2 separate regions of the Danio rerio genome follow, and region 2 is linked to region 1. Evidence: chromatin contacts called from public Hi-C data. All regions are on one chromosome and are shown on one strand. The core of a region is the stretch at or near the end of the contact, and the rest is flanking DNA. Distances in the headings are between cores, read along the strand shown.

Evidence for each region. Hi-C and Micro-C count contacts between places; a contact is called where the count stands out from the background.
Region 2: a contact with region 1 is called in a Hi-C map of embryo, with 3 times the contacts expected there. The contact joins two enhancer-like sites. A contact is called at or near these places in 6 of 18 Hi-C or Micro-C datasets (caudal fin, embryo, gastrula embryo and 2 more) and 1 of 4 datasets of contacts at active chromatin or transcription factors (caudal fin).

The regions. Positions count from the first base shown.
Region 1 is chr15:20,398,330-20,401,940 of GRCz12tu, forward strand. phldb1b (pleckstrin homology-like domain, family B, member 1b) reads right to left here. Exons shown (of 20, transcript XM_073923547.1): 16 at 1,029-1,119; 17 at 798-944. Among named protein-coding and RNA genes, the nearest start is that of atf5b, 91 kb to the left of the region's middle. Within about 2 kb of position 1,637, at least 3 of the 62 cell types and tissues checked have an H3K27ac peak or open chromatin away from gene starts, as enhancers often do.
Region 2 is chr15:20,521,926-20,525,536 of GRCz12tu, forward strand. All of the region lies in intron 1 of phldb1b (pleckstrin homology-like domain, family B, member 1b), which reads right to left. Among named protein-coding and RNA genes, the nearest start is that of phldb1b, 11 kb to the right of the region's middle. Within about 2 kb of position 1,581, at least 3 of the 62 cell types and tissues checked have an H3K27ac peak or open chromatin away from gene starts, as enhancers often do.

The sequences.
Region 1 (3,611 bases), core at 387-2,886:
AAACTAAATAAAACAAATGTATATTTAGGATTCCTTTTACATTGTTTTAGAAAACATGTAAACTTATAACTTTAACTTTATATTATTTGCTGCATTTTTATTTGCATTTTAAATATTACTTTACTAATAAAGATACACTACAAATTTCATTTAATTATATTACAAATTGAATTAATTAATGTTACTTCTCTGTATGAATGACATTTTTGGAATTTTTTTTTATTTAAATTAATAATTTCCAATGAATATATAAACATGTTTTTAAAAACAAAGTAAAAAGAATGAGAAAAAAAACTCTTTTCTGTATGATCCCTTTATAGTTTTAGAAAACATATTAAAAATTTTGATTGTAACTTTATAATTAAAAATATAAATGTAAAAAATTTACAAATGTCATATAATTGAATTACTAATGGAATTAAGAAACGTTATTTCGCTTTATTGAGTAATTATTTTAAATCAAAAAGTCTTTAAAATTAATTATTTCTTTTATATATATATATATATATATATATATATATATATATATATATATATTAGATATATATCAGAATCAAGTGCAAAAATCTAATCAAATCAAAATTTAATTTAAAAAGTAAAACCAAATAAAACAAAAACTAAACAAAATTAAATTAATATAAAACTAAATAAAATAATAAAACTAAATAAAATAAAAAATACAAATAAAATAAAATAAAATAAAATTTGATTAAATTAAATACACTTAACAGCATAAAACAGCAGTCCATATTAAATCAGTCGGACGTCCGGCCCGTCGCTGATCTTTGACTGCTCACCTGAGAGAAGTTTCTGGCCCTCATCTTGACCTCCTTCTCGATGAGCTGCTGTCTGTGCAGCGTCTCCTCCTGCAGCCTCTTCTCGGCCTCCTCTCTCCTCCTCCGCTCCTCCTCCAGCATCAGTTTACGGCTCTGAGTCTCTCGCTCCTGCCGCCCAGAACACACTCATTAAACATGCACCCAGATGGATATTGTTACCATATCGACTTCATATCGACAACTGCAACTCACTCTAGACTCTATGAGCCGAGCTTTTTCCAGCTGCGCCTCCTTCAACATCTTCTCCATCTCTTCAATCTTCAACGCATCCATACCGCTGGCACTGCCAACACAAAAAAAAAAACAAAACAAAAACAAAAAATAAGTCAGTCTCCATTAACTACTGTTTACTGAGAGGGAGAATCGACTACGTTTGAAGCAACATTTAAGTTGCGCAAGCGTTGGGCGATAGTGCCCGTCGGTCATCAGTGATGGAATTGAGAGCAGCAGAAGTGAGATTACGAAACGTTTCGTCATATATGAAAATACAGCCGGATTGCACATACAGTACAAGCATGAAAATCTGCCGTGAAACATGAAATGAAGCACACACAGACTATAAACACGGAACGAGAAAAATGTGTAGTGGATTTTTTTTCTCTGGAGAAGACGCGCGGAGTAGCTTGAAGCTTTATGAAGACAAGAGTAAACAAACTGCTTGAGAACATTTCAAGTAAACAAAGTGTCTCGTGAGAGAGAAACAGCTGAAGGCCGTGTGTTTACAAAGCGCTGTGTCCCGCTCGGTCCTGCTCCTCCGTACTTCACTGCCTTTTGTTTACAGCATCTTCACGCGTTTCCCCATGACGAAGCTTGTAACTGGAGACTTCATGTCAAGGGCTGAACTGGGTTGCAGGCTATTCTGTAGCCAAATGAGAACGCCTTTGAAATTGAGTTGTCGAATTCGGTTCATTCCTGAAATTGTTCTGAATATTTGGATCTAAATTCAAATAGAACGGCATTCTGAGAGATTTTTTTTTTTATACCAGTGGGTACCTTGATGTAAAAATGACAAAAAAACTTGACAAAATGCAAATCAATTTGATGTCAAAATCTTGGCGTCTACTTAACATCCACACATTGATGGCCTTTTGACCAACAAAATAATGACATAAAAGTATTATGACATGAGAGAGTTGTTTATTCTTTATCTGAAAGCTTGAAGCCCAAGTTCTAAAATTACACTGCATTTTGTATCTCTACAATTTATGTAACTTTTATGTCAAAAATGATATCAAATTAACATCTTACATTACGGTCAAAAAGATTTTGGACACCAGAGTTGTATGTCAATTTGATATAAAGGTAGTTAATTGTCATCAAATTGATTAGCATTTTAAACGCTTTCATTCTGATGTTTTTGTTTACATCAAGGTGTCCACTGGGATGGCTGGAAGTGTACTTAAATAATACATTTGTATGATTAACGAGTGTACTTTTAATAATGCAGTAATACTGTTCAAAGGTTTAAGAATCAGAAAGAGATATATTTTATTTAACTTTATTAAAAAATGTTTTATTCTGCAAAATTAAATGTAGATTTTAATAATACACTGACATTTTTACACTAAATAGTTTCAAATTAAGATTTAAATTATTTTTATTGTTTTATTTTTTAAAGAATTTATTCATTTATTCAGTAAAATAAAATAAAAAATAGGCACAGGACGCTAACCGTTGTCAAGGTACTGTATACCTCGGTTTTAAAACCGCCAACATTTTCTGTTATATTATTCCTCTGATATACATAAAAAACTTTATTTATTTATTTATTTATTTTTTGTTTTGTTTTATAGGACTAAAGTATTTCCAGCAGAAAAGATATCCTAAGATGCTGTTTAAAATGATAAAGAAATCAGTGTTTTTGAAACTAATGATGACAGCAGAAGTCAATGATTGCTTTGAATTATTTAGCCTGACATGTTTACTGTACCAAAATATTTTAAATGTTTCTTAAAATAAAATATATTGCGTTCAAGAGAAAAAAAAAGTATTTTTTTACCCAGACATTTAAAAGAATATATTTTAGAGCAGTAATAAAAATACCATGAAACTGTGATATTTTTATTCAAGGTTATCATACCGTCAGAATCATAGGTCAATGCCTAATATTTTATAAACAAACATAGGTCCTAATAACAAACTATCATTGCAAAGTGTTTCTCTTAATTTTTTTCATTTTTTTTCTCCAGGAAATGTACACTCATTTGCATTAAATAATCTTGAAAAAAAAATCTATCAGTTTTTAAACAAATGTTCACAGCATGGTCATTTGACTAATATTTCTTCTTTTTGAAATTAATTTGGAAAAATACAGATAAAAATATTTTTAAATAAGCAAACACTTTAGTTTATGTCACAATTCACACTACTAACAAGCCATTAACTAACACTATTAGATTAATAAAATACTAATTGGCTGTTTATTAATAGTTAGTAAAGTAGAAGTTGGGTTAAGGTTTTGGGTAAGATTAAGGATCAAAGTGTTAATGAACAGTTAATATCTTCATAATAGGCAAGTAATAAGCCAGTAGTTAACAGCATATATTGTGACCTAAACTAAAGTGTTACCAAAGACTTATTTGAAATTGTAATAATATTTTAGAGTAACTTTATTTTTAATTGTATAAATGCAGATTTATTGTGCGTGTAAGTGACTTCTTTCAAAAACATTAAAAGTATCGGAAACACTTTAGTTTAGGTCACAATTCACGCTATTAACAAACCCTTAAATAACACTATAAGCTTAATGAACTACTAATTAGCTGTATATTAATA
Region 2 (3,611 bases), core at 331-2,830, 120 kb after region 1:
TAGACATGATGCTAGTGTGGAGCAGAGTGTATCAGTGGCACTGTTCGTATCAAGTGCAGAGAGTTTGCAAGATGGAGGAAGAGAGTCTGAAACAATGATAGATAATCTATTGGGTGAGAGAGAGCATAGTTTTCTGCGAAAGGCAACCAGTGTTGGAGTGTGTGGCGGCTCAGGAGTAATGTAGATGTTGAGGAACAGAAGGAAATGATCCGATATTTGTAGTGGAGTTACTAGTGTTTGATCAGTGAAGCAATGTCATGTGTAAATAAGGTCTAGCTGATTACCTGATTTGTGGGTAGCAGAAGTTATACACTGTTAATACACTGTTATAATACACTACACTGTTAATACACACACACACACACACACACACACACACACACACACACACACACACACATATATATATATATATATATATATATATATATATATATATATATATATATATATTTATATATATATATATATATATATATATATATATATATATATGTGTATATATACTGTACAACTTTAGTTGTTACTTTAGTCAACTGTATCAAATGAAATGAGTGTAGTTAACTCAAAATTTACTGAAAGTTAATTTTACTAATTTAAAGACTTTTGATCTCAGTGTTGAAGGTAATATGTTACCTCATACCTCATTACTTCAACTTAAATGGAGTGAGTTCCCAGTACTCATATAGATTCATTTTTTAACTCAAATGGTTAGTAGCAATCGGTTTTCTCAAACGGTTTGAGTTGCCTTTATTGGTTTTACACTTCTAAGTTGGTTTGAGTTCTCCATTTATTGGGTTTTATAGTGCTCAAATTGCTTCTTACTCAAATGGATTAAGTTTACGGTACTTAAGTAATTAGGATTAGTTTTTGAACTTAAATGGTTTGTTGCAATCAGTTCCCTTAAACGGTTTGAGTTACCTTAACTTTTTGGGTTTTACAGTATATATATATATATATATATATTTATATATATATATATATATATATATATATATATATATATATATATATATATATATATATATATATATATATATATATATATATATATATATATATATACTGTAAAACCCAAAAAGTTAAGGTAACTCAAACAGTTTAAGGGAACTGATATATATATATATATATATATATATATATATATATATATATATATATATATATATATATATATATATATATATATGTAGCAACCATAATTATTTATGATTAGTATACAATAAAAAATTGCCCTCCACGAGGAAATGCATCATACATTTCATCACTGAGCAGTACTGGATCAAATGTGCAGTTGTGTCATTTACAGAAATGGCACCAAAGCTTATGAGTATGATGTCATTTCAGCCAAAACAGGAATCAGCTTGTCAACTTCCCAGAAAAGTTACTTCAGCTCATAAACACTTCCAAACTACTATTGGCTCACCATGGTGATGATGCAATAGGTTCATTTAACCTTTTAAATGTCTTCTGTTAAGTCTGTCAAATGTCCATGAGTATATAAAAACAATGCTTTAGTAGAAAATACAATTCCAAGTGAAAGCATTAAAAATGTCTTGCTTTAAAGCAGAGATGCCCAAACTGGCCTGCGGGCCAAAGTTGGCCCTTTGTATCCTTTGATTTGGCTCGCCAGATGGAAAATGAATAGGATGGGTTGGGGAATGCCTTCTAACATGTCTTAACAGAGTTTGTCATTTCTATTTTAATGAACCTTTTGTTTGTTTATTTGTTCTATTGTTGAGCTACAAAAAAGCAAACTAAAATTAAATGTTTCCATTAAATGTTTTTTTAAATGTACATACTGTCACTTAACGAATAGGGGACAAAGCAGAAGACAACAGTGTGCAAATCAAGATAAAGGCAGGTTCAGCATGACTACTATATTTTGGCATTGAACTCCATTGTTTGGAGTGGTAAATTTTTTTTTTTTAAGTTTTATTGTGATTAGTTAACAAAATTGTGATTAGTTAACAATATACACATTTAAAAAATTTATTAAATAAGGGGGCGACAAGGTGGTTCAGTGGTTAGCACTGTCGCATCACAGCAGGAAAGTCGCTGGTTCAAGTCCTAGCTGGGCTAGTTGACATTTCAGTGTGGAGTTTGCATGTTCTCCCTGTGTTCGTGTGGGTTTCCTCCAGGTGCTCCGGTTTCCCCCACAGTCCAATCTAGACATGGGATAATAACCGTTTTCAAGGTATACCGCTGTTTGGAAAAGTCAAGGTTTTAAAACCGCCAAAATTTTCTGTGATACAGTTCCAAAGGCATATGTATGATTTTTTATTTACATTTTTTGTTTGTTTTTTAGGACAACAGAATCTACAGCAGAAAAAAATATCCAAATACGCCATTTATATAGTAATGAAATCTGTGTTTTTGAAGACAGCAGAAGTCAATGATTGATTTGAGTTATTTAGATTTACATGTTCACTGTTCCAAAATATCATAAATCTTTCAAAATACAAAATATATTGTTTTCAAAGGGGATTTTTTTTTTACCCAGTCATTTAAAAATAATAATAATATTTTAGAGCAGTAATCACAATACGGTTATACCGTGAAACCATGATAATTATATCTAAGGTTATCATACTATCAGAATCTTATACCAGCCCATGCCTAGTCCAAACACATGCTGTAAATTGAATAAACTAAATTGGCAGTAGTGTATGAGTGTAAATGTGTGTATGGTGTTTCCCAATACTGAGTTGCGACTGCAAGGGCATCCGCTGTGTAAAACATATGCTCGAAAAGTTGATAGCTTATTCTGTTGTGCCAACCTCTGAATAAAGGTACTAAGCTGAAGAAAAATGAATGAATGAATGAATAAATGAATAGAAAATACATTTGAAGTATTTCATTTCTATTTATCTATAGATTTTATGAAATAAATTAGGAAATTACCTATTTACTTTTGGCCCACAGCTCTCAATCAAGCTTGGATTTTGGCCCTTCATAAGAAAAAGTTTGGGCACCCCTGCTTTAATGCAGCCTGCTATAAAAGAATTGTTAGCTGCCGGCAGCTATAGCTCTCTGCAACTCTCACATGGTTGCTCACTGAAGCAAAGCAGGGCTGCGCCTGTTCAGTACCTGGATGGGAGACCACATGGGAAAGCTAGGTTGCTCCTGAAAGTGGTATTAGTGAGGCAAGCAGTCTCTCGGATGAGATATTCAACCAAGGTCCTGACTTTCTGTGGTTGTTAAAAATCCCAGGATGTTATTCAATAAAAGAGTGGCATCCTGGCCAAATTTGCCTACTTGCCTCTGTCCATCCCCATATCACAACTGGCTTCAACACTCAGTCACATCAATCAGCTGGTGTGTGGTCTGGCACAATATGGCTGCTGTTTTGTCATCCAGGTGGATGCAGCACACTGGTGGTGCATGAGGAGATTTTCCCCAATGTGTAATGTGCTTTGAGTGTCCAGAAAAGTGCTATATAAAATTAAGAAATTATTATTATTATTATTATAAATAAATAAATGTTACATGACCGAAGTGTTAAACTGTAGAGCTTGTGAAAACGTAACATTTTCATTAGATGCTTTTAATTACCATTGTAATATTACAGTAGCTTCATGGATATTTTGTCATTGAGAGGAAAGTGCACT